3 separate regions of the Sus scrofa genome follow, and regions 1 and 2 are each linked to region 3. A link is a contact called in public promoter capture Hi-C data. All regions are on one chromosome and are shown on one strand. Each heading gives the region's core, a stretch centred on a gene start, on an enhancer-like site or on the middle of the called end of the contact. The rest is flanking DNA. Distances are from core to core; before and after follow the strand shown. Region 1 holds the start of AGPAT5 (1-acylglycerol-3-phosphate O-acyltransferase 5). Region 2 holds the start of LOC100525433 (zinc finger protein 705A-like). Region 3 holds the start of MCPH1 (microcephalin).

Region 1 (3,675 bases), core at 877-3,376, 350 kb after region 3:
GCAGGCAGAAAGGGTAAATCTGTGATTGCAGGTAGGGACAGAGCAAAGGGGTAACTTGTAGGTAGGGGCTGGGTTTGGATGTAAGCAGGAAACAAGAGTGGCTCAAGTTCTCAGTGTCTGCATGCCAGAACATGGCACAAAACTTCACAACCTTCAGTAACTCACAGAAGGCAACATATTACACATATCACACATTCACCAGCTTCATGTGTACAGGTCAAAACCGGAACACTCAATCAACTTTCTCTTCAAACATTTTTCTAACCATAGAGATGTCTGGTCTCAATGAAAGGAAGTGTGAGCAGCATGGGCTGTACATTCTGTCCACACCCAGGACTTTTCCCCTCCCAAATGAAATCAGTTCTCACAGCACAGGCATTCATTACTTTCTGCAGAAAGAGAGGAATCCCTGTTGAAAACCTTTCAATATGTGTCCAGTTGGCAATTTATCTGTTCAAATACTTGTTCCTTGAGCAATCTCTATTCGCTTGGTTTTGTTCCTCAAGGTCACCATTTACCAATCACATGACATCATGTCAATTATGTACAGATAGTCAAAAAAAGTAGCCACCATCCTAGCCCTGATTAGAATGTTCCACTAATATATATGCCTTCCTGCATAAAATTACACCACGGGCTTGCATTCAAAAAATTTTTTTTTTTTTTTTTTTTTTTTTTTTTTACTTAAACCATACTCACTGTAGCCAAAGTGCAGTAGGATTAAGAAGGCCTCTGGGTCTGCTGTTTTTGTTTGTTTTGTTTAATTAGAGTATAGTGGATTTTAAAAGTTTCTTCAATTTCTGTTGTGGATCTGTTTTTACATCAACAAAACAACTGCCCTGACTCCCTAGATTTTTGTTAAGGTCACAAAAGTAGGTCAGTTCTTTATGCCACATGTCCACACAAGCACTTTCAAGGACTACACAAAAAAATAAAGTTCCTCATAAACTATCAAAAAGAAGTCAAAGAGCCAGGCCCTGAGGACGTCAAGCAAGAGTGAACTTGGTAAGTTCTGATAAAACTGTGTAGAGTACCTTGTAAAAAGGATGCCCAGCTATGCGTAAACTTAGAGTGATGGAAGAATGGGGCCTGATTCGGAAGCACCCTAAGGGTGAGTGCAGGGATGGAGCGGGAGTCCTGTGCACCTGCTGCAGAGGAGGAAGCCTGGAAGGAGGTGTGGGGTGGAGTGAGGTAGAGAGGAAGACACCTTTAAAGAGAAGGTAAGCCTGGTCTGATGACCCAAGGCTGGCGCTCGGACAGCGCTTATGTCACTACTGAAAGGGCCCGGATCATGTCCCGTCAGCCTTCCCACAGCAGGCCTGACAGGAGACCTCTTAGCGCGGAAGTCAAGGTCTGCAGCACCGCGTGTCACCTATGTCGCTTTGAGGGCGCATTCCGGGGCCCAGGGACCCTCAGGTACGGAAGCAGGAGGTGGAGCGTTCCCTCAGGCCAACCAGCACCCAGAATTCGACCGGGGTAGGGGAGGGGGGCGCAGAGCCGCCCACTCCCCTCAACCAGCACCCACCTTCACCCTGCTCCGCCGGGCAGTTGCCACCTCCCATCCTGCCTCCGCAGCTAGGCCCTGCTTTCGGGGCATGCGCAGTAGCCAGAGCCGGGCAGTCCACGCTTTCGGGCGGCAGTTGCGCTTCAACCGTCAGCCACAATCGACCAATCCAGAGACGAGTTCTTGCCGCAGAGCCCTCCCCGCCCACGACAGGGGACTATGGTAACGGACAGCCAATCAGAAGGAACTTTGTTGGCGCGAAGCCCCGCCCCCGGCAGGGGCAGAGGGTGACGGGCGAGGGTCATGGGGTGTAAGTGATCCTGAGCAACCCTGTGCCCTAGGGCCGCGACATCCCCTTGTCCCGCGGCCGCTACCAACGCGCCGGGACCCTCACTCGCCCGCCCGTTCACCCTCTGGCGGCGGCACGGCCCATGCGGCTGGGGGCGGAGGCCGGATCCGGCGCGGGCTGGGTGTTTCAGGTGCGGCCGGCGGCCTGGGGAGGTGAGGGGGCGGTGGCTGGGCCGGGCCCGGCCCGGTGATTGGCCGCCGGCTGAGGGCAGCGGGGCGACCCGAGGCTGCCCGGCTGGGAGGAGCCCGCAGAGCATTCCGCACGCGGAGCTGGGAAGATGCTGCTGTCCCTGGTGCTCCACATGTACTCGATGCGCTGCGTGCTACCGGGCGCCGTGCTCCTGGGCACAGCCCCCACCTATGTGCTGGCCTGGGGGGCCTGGCGGCTGCTCTCCGCCTTCCTGCCTTCCCGCTTCTACCAGGCGGTGGACGACCGGCTCTACTGCATCTATCAGAGCATGGTGCTCTTCTTCTTCGAGAACTACACTGGGGTGCAGGTGAGGCACTGCCTGCCCTATGCGCCCTCCTTCCACACCTGCCGCCCCCTCCCTTGGTCTTGATTCCTTCGGGGGCTCAGGCGTATCTTCCAGCTTGGAACCACCCAGCGCTCCCAGTTCGTGTAGGATTGTTCCGCCTTGTCGGACAGGTCGGCCCCCGGAACACGTGCTATGACCCATCCTCCCTCCGTGGGGGAAATTTGATGTTCTTTCGCGTTTGGCCGGATGCTTCCTTGCAGGTACTCAGTAGGTAGTCTCAGTAGCTTTGTTTTGAGGCTACAATTGGAATGAGCCGTCCGCTCTTCCCCTCTTTTAACTATCTGTCTTGGTGCTTAGCGAAGTAGCTGCAGATGAACATTTAAGTAGGGCGAGCAGTAGTTGACAGTTTCTGGCATTTGGTCTAAGGCGTTTATGTTGGAACTCAAAAGTGCGCTTTTAAAAATTGGAGACCATCTCTTGAAACAGACTGATGTTACTATTTGAACAAGAAGTACAACTTTGTTTTGTATTCTTCCCCAGTGTAAGTGAAAGCTGGGCGAGGAAATTAATACATTTGTTACAGTAGAAGCCCTACGGTAGATAAAGTTCTTGCAAACTTTGACTAGGCTTAAATGTGTGGCTGATCTTTTGTATGATTAGTTTGTTTCTTTCTCTGTAGAGATTGGATTTGTAGACTAACTTTGTAAAACAAACAAAAGTAGAAGGCCCTTTTAACTTTAATTATTTGAAGTCTTTTACACAAAAATGTCAGTTGTGAATTTTCCTTTTATTTCTCAATTTGGAAAAAAAAAAAAGAGCTTGATTCTTGGTTATTCCTTATATCCAGTTAGTACTTATTTTTCCCTTTTCTTGGTGGGGGTGGGGTCGAGTGACTGGGATGGCATTGTTTTGTCTTTTTGTCACCCCCACCCCCACCCCGCCGGCCGCACCCCAGCAGCTGCTTTCACCCTGTTGTCCTCCAGCTCCTATTTTGAATTTGCAGTTGCTTTGCAGAATTAGATCCTGGATAACTCTGAATTTGCCCCAGTTGGAGGTTTGGGGGAAGAGAACTAGGGGAAGGCAGGGCCTCCATTTAAATCAGTATCTGTGTTTCCTAGGAAAGAAAGACCTCTCTTCCAGATAATGCTTTCCTGGTAAATTGACTTTTACAAAGAGCCTCCTTTAAAACTTTAATCAATTCAGACCAGTCATTTGCACACTCTGTTCTTACTTCATCCCTTTTGTCTAAATGTGGGTTTTTATCATACTAAGTATTTAATTTCACATCATACAACAGCTGACCTGGGCTAAGATACAGATTCAGAACATATGACACAGTCATTTACT
Region 2 (4,031 bases), core at 620-3,119, 500 kb after region 3:
AAAGTTAAAAGAAATTAAAAAGATTAAAAAATGAAGGAACAGAGTATTTGACAGAAATCAATTAAATAGAAGTTTTGACAGTCAAATAAAGAAATTAAAAAAGACACACAAAAAGCTTCTTTCTTACATAAGGTCAGTCTTGAGATCACTCCTCAGTGTAGAGAATATGCCTTTCAGTGCTTCTAATCATCATACCACTTCCTATGCAACAACCACACAGAGGAAAGAATTCACTAGGTGGCAAAGATAGTCTCTTGCTGTCCAATGAAATGACAGGGATTCAGAAGCACTAAACAGGTGATTAACAGACCGGTTTAGTCACAGAGCCCACAGTATCCTCTAGTACCTGCTGAGCACTGCAGGTGAGGATGAGAAGAGATTTCCCTTTCTCCTTCACTTCTCAGCCTCCCTCCCACTCCTGGATCTGTAACCACTCCATCCCTCAACAACATTCTTGTTTTCTGCAAGCTCCCTTCACAGTGCCACCTCTCCCTCCTCACTGGAGAGATAGTTCTGATCAACACTAACAAGATCTGGACCCTTCCTTACAGAGCTGCCTGGTGACTCTCTGCCTGTGTTGGAGCAGGAAAAGAGGTCAGTAGGAGAGGTCAGCAGAGAGGAACAAGCACTGTCCTCACAGGAATGACATGACCTGGATGAGACAGTGGCAGGGTTTGCCCTTCTCACCCCTGGCTGCCCCTAAACATCACTTAAGTTCAAAGATCATATAAAGGGATAAAGATGTTGAATATTAGACTAACTGGTTAATCTGAGTTTTGCCTGTTAATATAAAAATTTACCAATATCCTCACCAAGAACACACTGAAATAGTGTATTTACTAAGTACTAAAGAATACTTTTATATGATAAAAATCAGAAAACCACTGACACTTCATTATCTGAATCTGACACAATACATGTAAAAGGGAATGTAAGTTGGAAATTCAAAAACAAAACTACGGTTTTGGAATCCACCCTTCTTTTGCCTCCACTGCGGCTGCTGCTCATGACCCTCTCCTTCTATTCTGTTCTCTTGATCTCTCTGCTGAGCCTTTTTTTTTTTTTTTTTTTTTGTCTGTTTTCATTTATCCCCTGCTTTTTGCCCAGGTTACTCTCCTTCATTCTTAGTATGTTTTCTCAAAACCATGGGACCCACTCTCCTAACCGCAATTTACCCATCTCACTCGCCCTGACTCACACTACCTTCCTAGTTCTCCCTTGGTCTTCCCTTTCCCCATCTCGGAATTCCAAGAATAGAATGAAGAAGCCCCTGCAAAGGAAGAGCACGCTTTCCTGCGAGGCAGCCGGGATGTAAACACATCCCGACAGGCACAGCCAGAGAGGTGTCACAGGCAGGAGCGGGTGAACGTTCCCAGCATGGAGCTCGGGGGCCTCTCTGAAGAGGTGACTGTGAGGGGAACGCCTGAGGAGTAACAGTACTGGGCCCCAGAATGGGGTGGGAATGGGGAAGGGTGCTCAGGAGAGGACAGGGGTCTGCAGGATCCAGGGTCAGGATAAGGCGTGACGACACGACTCTGTCCTCCAGGGCCGGAGGATACACCTCCGAGGGGACCTGACCAGGCGCGGGGTGGGGAGGGGAGAAGGTGAAAAGAACCGAGGCAGAAAGGTCGGGGACCAGCCGCTCAGCGATTTTACCTCCGGACCTGGCAGCAGAGCGCCTGTGGACTAGGCGGGGCTGCCCGCGGGCGGGGACTGCGACGTCCGCGGGTCTCCTGCCTCTGGGTGCGGAGGACAGAGCGCTAGGGGCACCTACGAGAGAGTTTGAACGAGAAACAGTGAAATCCTCTCCGGGGAAACGGCCCTTCAATCCGGGAATCTGCTTCCGGGTCGGCAGGAAACGGCGAGCTGGGGCAGGGCGGGAATAGGGAGGAGGGGCTTGTATGGGGCCCCCGCCCCGAGGGCGTTTCCGGTCGTCTCTGCAGCCGGGAAAGCCGAGTCTCCGTGCCCGGCGGGGGCGTTGGGCTGCCGCGCCCATAGTTGTTCAAGTTAAATGACGATGCTTTGAGGTAAAAGCTTAGAGCTGTGAGGCCACTTATATCGAATGCGGAGTTCTTTCCTTCTTAAAAAAATAGAAAACAGTTCAAGTGAAAAATTTTGGTACCGTTTCCTGTGAGTCTTGTGGTACGTTTGAGACAAATGTGAAAGACACCCTGGTCGCTGCAGAACTCATTATTGTCGTAATATATTGTAATTTAACATGTCTCTTCATCTTTATGACTATAGTTACCTGAAAGTATTTTCCATTTGCAATTTTTTAAAATAATTACGGTCTTGTTTCTACTTCTGAATGTTTTGTGTCAAGTGTGGATAACGAATCCTGTGAAAAGTGTGCGATACACAGATTATGCTTTTAACGAAAGTCAATTTTTATGATTTCCAGGAGCATTTTATGGGAATGTCTGTTCTCTCATGAGCATAGTCAAACTATATTTTCAAGTTTCAGTTGCCTCACTTATACCTTTAATAATTTTTAAATGTGAAATATGTGAGGTAAAGTCTCTTCTGGGGTTTTTTGTTTTGTTTTTGTTTTTGTTTTGTTTTGTGCTTGCGTGTAAACCGTAAAGTTCACGCTAGAGGGAATTTGGCAAGAGTGAATTCAACCCATTTATGCTGCAGCAATTTCTCAAAAGACTATTTCTATAGAAGAGCCTGTCTGGTTTTCCCATGACTAATACAATTTCTCCAACATTTAAGTTTGTTTAAATATTAACCATATGGACTCAAATGTATTTAAAGTCTAGAAGATAACGTTCTCTTAGGCAGGGAGTTGGGGGATCCCTGCCCACTGCCCCTCCAGATCTCCAGGGCTGAGATCAGTTAAACTGAGCTCACCTCACTCCTCTAGGATCTGTGGGGACTGAACAAAGACTAAGGAGCCAGGATTGTATAGGATTTGGGGTCAAGGAATCCAGATATGTGAGCCCCTGCCCCATTTAGCTTACCTTCATTAACCCCCCTCCCTCTTTACATAGGAGTCAAGGAATATAATTCTGCATGTGTAAACCATCTAACTTCCAACCCATCTTCTCCATCAAATCTTCTCTGTGTTCTGGTTTATAACTAGTGTATGCTTGGGGAGGATAAAAGTTGACTGAAGAGATCCTCTTGGGTGCCTAAGGGATCCATATTATTTGGAAGTTCTATATGAAGAGCCAAGCCCATAAGATGAGTATCTGAGTAAAGTGAGCTCTCTTCACCATGATTCTGAATCTCTATTTCCCTGGCTGGAAGTTAGATCTGATGAAAGCTGAGGAGTGAAAAGTAGTGAGAGTGAATTGAACTATAATTTCTTCTATTTATGTTCTTTTATTATTATTATTACAATGAAAAAATATTTTCCAAGCATTTTTTTAGAAAAGCTCCCTCACTAAAGAACTAGTCATTTTTCAGGGAAAAACACAATCTGGCAAAAGCAAGTGGCTATAGGGTCCTGCTACATTCAGTCAGGGATCATTTCATTCCAGTATTTATAGAGGAAAAATGAATTTAGTAAATGGAGGAAGGAATGCTAGCTGGCTTTAGGATTGTCTTAAAAGTGTCAGGGTTCCAAGGAACATAGTCAAGATTTATGGTACCTACTGGCTTGTCTATGTCAATTTTCTGGTGGATGGGAGGTTCTGTTCACCTAAACACTGATGTCAGACTGCAGTTCCTCATAAGGTGTCTTGACAAATCCTCTGGTCAGGATTGGCAGCGAAGACTAGATTAGCATAGGGTAGTGTGGAGGGTGTAAGTGGCTGAGTAACAAAGCCTGATCATCAAGACTTCACCTGATTTGTGGGTACCCAGTGATGCCCAGTGGCACCTGGCTGTGCATAGGTGCAGGATACCAACTGGCCTGTGCCTTTCACAGAACCAAACACGGACCCCACCCCCCACAGCTCCTATATGACTTGAGTTTCCACTTCAAATCCTGCACATGTGCCCAAAGATTTCCTAGGAGAGCCCCACTCCTCCCAGTTCTGGTATCTTCAGTAGCAATATGTTTTTTTTTTTCCCTTAACCTGGCC
Region 3 (3,555 bases), core at 190-2,689:
CAGCTCTGATTCGACCCCTAGCCTGGGAACCTCCATATGCCGCGGGAGCGGCCCAAGAAATGGCAAAAAGACAAAACAAAACAAAACAAAACAAAAAAACATAGTTTCAAAAATGCTAAACTTTACCCACACGAAAGACAAAACCATTAACTGGAGTTTGATATTTATTTAGAGTTATTATTTTTTACCACTCTGTCTAAATTTACTTTTTTTTTTCCATTTCAGGGTCATTATGTTATTCATTTGAAATGTGTTTGCATATTTTGAGCTTTCTACTCCATCTTTGTTCATTTTTTGATTTAGGTTTTGAGCATATGGTAGTTGGTTCTAAAAATAGACCTTCACATGGTATTCTCCCTGTGTGTGTCTATCTAAATTTTCCCTTTTTCTAAGGACACCATCTTGTTAGATTAGTGACCCGTTGCAATATTTTGCAGTTGTATTCTGTAGTTATAAGCAAACCTGCAATGAAAAGACTTATGAATATGTATTCTCATGTTGCTAAAGAGTTATCTATAGATTGAACTCCTAGAAGTGGGATTATTGGGTCAGAAAGTAATTTATGTACATTTTTGTTAGATATCACCAAATTCCCCTTTAAAAGGGTGGAAAAAATTTATTTCTATCAGCACCATATAACACTATTTACCCACGGTGTTTCCAACGGAATGTACTGTCCAGAATTTTCATTTTTGACAAGTTGACAGGAAAATACCTAGGGCAGGTGTAGCTTGCATTGCATATCTCTAATTATGAGTGAGATTAAAAAAATCTCTTTAAAAAGTTTAAGGCTAGAGGAGTTCCCACTGTGAGGCAGTGGGTTAAGAATTTGTGCAATCCAACGCCACTTGCTGCAGTGGCTTGGGTTCGATTCCTGGCCCCAGCACAGTGTGTTAAAGAATCCAGTGTTGCTTATGCCAAGCCCCTTTAGGTAGAAATTAAGCAATATTATACAATTTTACATGACTACATGATAACTGCTTGATAAATGTTAGCTATTGTGTCTACTATTAAGACCTTTTTATGAGAAAATGAAGCTTACAGATTTAGCTAGTTCGTATTAGCCTCCATACTCCAAATCTAATTCCAAAATGCAGCCTGTACTTGGAACCACTAGGTTATAAGAGAGCCCCTTTAAGACTGTTTTTCATCAAGCTTGGTATACAATGTCCTACCTGATAGAACACAGAGATGGTATTCAAATTACTGAAAATTAAAGTTTTCACACATTTGGTGGTTCATTCTTTAATACAGACAGCATGGGTCCTTTAGCTGATTCAGTGTTTCAGAGAGATTAAACAGAGGGCTCTTATCAACAGAGTGGCCAGTCCTTCCCCTCCCTAAGTGTCACCCACAGGAAAGACTGGGACCGGGTCCCCTCCGGACGCATGCGCGCAGCCCTCGGGGAGGTGCCTGCAAGGTGTGGGCGGGGCTCCGCGGGCGGGAGCTTTGAAAGCTAGACGCTGAGCTGCCTGCGAGCTGAGCTGCCTGCGAGCTGAGCTACTCCGGAGCGCCCAGCTCGTCAGCTCCCATCAAGATTCTTCCGCTCCGGGATTTTTGGGCAGCACAGCTAAAGGGCGCAGCCGGGACCGGGGTCCCTCAGCTGGAGGTGTAGTGTAGTGTCAACCGGAAGTGAGTCCGAACCTGGGCCAGAAAAACTGGTGTCCTCTTCTCGCGTGGGAGTGTCTTAGTCGCCCCCTTTGGCGGTTTAGAAAACGCGGAATAGCGGACTTCCGCGGAGCGGGAGTGGAGCGGCGCGCGCCCGCCCTGCGCATGCTCAGTGCTGCCTCTCCGTCAGGCTCTTGCGGCTCGCGGCTTCACGGCGGTTCGCGTCCCGCCGCCCCTCATGGCGGCTCCCGGGACGCAAGGGGACCCCATCCTGAAAGGTGAGCCGGTGGGCCCACCCGGTGGCGGGCGGGCTTAGGACGGGCACCCAGGTGGCGACGGACGCGTGGACGCGGCTCGCGGGGCGCTCGGGGTGGCAGCCCGGCCCTCCCGGAAGTCAGCCCAGCCACCTGGGAGGTGGGTTCTGTCACCAGCCCAGTACAGCCTGCGAGGCCAGCACCGGGACCGCCCCCATGGGATGGGGGGTGGGGGGCTGTCCCCGAGCCTAGTACAGTCCCCAAGGCAAGCACCCGGATCGCCCCCGTGGGGTGGGGGCTGGGGGGCTATCCCCGAGCCCAGTATAGCCCCCGAGGCCAGGGCCGGGACCGCCCCCGTGGGGTGGGGGCTGGGCGCTCTTCTTTCTCCGGTTTAGCACCCGGACCGCCCAGTGGATTAAGGGGCAGTTCCAGAGGCCAGCACCGTGACCTGCCATGTGGGGTGGGGTCGGTCCCTGAGCCCAGGCCAGGACCACCCCACAGGGCTCGGTGAGGCGGGCGGTGCAGACAGATGGCAGAGGTGGAAGGAATGGCTGTGTTTGATTTTCAGCTTTTTCTGGGTTCTCGCGTCTTTGTATAGCCTGGTGGATTTGAGGGGAGAGGGCAGTAGTGAAATTGGGAAAAGCAGTAGCCCCTCTTCTTGTGCCTCTATCAGTGTTGCTACAACCTCTCAGTGGGGAATTACTGCGTAAAGGCACACATGGAAGTTCTTGAAGCATCAGGCTTTGAGCAGGCGACCAAAATCTGTGTCCCTGCCCCCCACCCCCAATCCTGTCCTGTTTTGTAGGACCTGCAAGCAAAGAACGTTCCTTACTTTTTTAAATGGTTGGGCCCGAGAGAACAGAAGGACAAATGAAAATTGTGTCAGATTCAGACTTCGTTGTCCATAAAGTTTTGTTGGAACGTGTCCATGCTTGCCTATTGTCTTTAGCTGCTTTTGTGCTACATCTGTGAAGTTGAGTGGTTGTATGGCCCCTCAGAGCCTAAAATTTCTGAGGCCCAGAAAAAGCTAGACCCGGTTTAGAAATTTGAGAACATCAGTGTTGAGGATGTAAACTGTGACATGTGTATGAGTAAAGTTGTTCTCTTGAAATTTTAAAAACCATAATAGCACTAGTGCTGTTTTGAATAGGCTTTTAACGTAAGAAATTTTACTTTTTTTTTTTTTTTTTTTTTTTTTTTTGTCTTTTTGCCATTTCTTTGGGCCGCTCCCGTGGCATATGGAGGTTTCCAGGCTAGGGGTCGAATCGGAGCTGTAGCCGCCAGCCTACACCAGAGCCACAGCAACGCGGGATCTGAGCCACATGTGCAATCTACACCACAGCTCACGGCAACGCCAGATCGTTAACCCACTGAGCAAGGGCAGGGACCGAACCCGCAACCTCATGGCTCCTAGTCGGATTCGTTAGCCACTGCGCCACGACGGGAACTCCAGAAATTTTATTTTTTAATGTAAATAGAACAAGAGAAACAATCCTTTGAAATCCTTGGGTGAGGGATACTGGAATATCAAGTATATCTTGTTTATTTTCAGATGTTGTGGCTTATGTTGAAGTATGGTCAGCCAATGGAACAGAAAATTATTCAAAGACATTTACAAATCAACTTGTGGATATGGGGGCAAAGGTAAGAAATTTATTCTTACCATTGCTGCATATGACAGTCCTTTGAAACA

Evidence for each region. Promoter capture Hi-C pulls out the DNA fragments that hold promoters and counts their contacts.
Region 1: a promoter capture Hi-C map of liver shows a contact between it and region 3, with 3 times the contacts expected there. The contact joins the promoter of AGPAT5 here to the promoter of MCPH1 in region 3. A contact is called at or near these places in 2 of 5 promoter capture datasets (fetal liver and liver) and 1 of 2 datasets of contacts at active chromatin or transcription factors (alveolar macrophages).
Region 2: a promoter capture Hi-C map of liver shows a contact between it and region 3, with 3 times the contacts expected there. The contact joins the promoter of LOC100525433 here to the promoter of MCPH1 in region 3. A contact is called at or near these places in 1 of 5 promoter capture datasets (liver) and 1 of 47 Hi-C or Micro-C datasets (liver).

What each region holds. Positions count from the first base shown.
Region 1 is chr15:37,799,369-37,803,043 of Sscrofa11.1, forward strand. It overlaps AGPAT5 (1-acylglycerol-3-phosphate O-acyltransferase 5), which reads left to right and starts at 2,127. Exons shown (of 8, transcript NM_001143701.1): 1 at 2,127-2,349. The coding sequence starts at 2,131.
Region 2 is chr15:37,955,562-37,959,592 of Sscrofa11.1, forward strand. It overlaps LOC100525433 (zinc finger protein 705A-like), which reads right to left and starts at 1,870. Exons shown (of 10, transcript XM_021076388.1): 1 at 1,657-1,870.
Region 3 is chr15:37,453,747-37,457,301 of Sscrofa11.1, forward strand. MCPH1 (microcephalin) reads left to right here and starts at 1,440. Exons shown (of 14, transcript XM_021075799.1): 1 at 1,440-1,886; 2 at 3,415-3,506. The coding sequence starts at 1,847.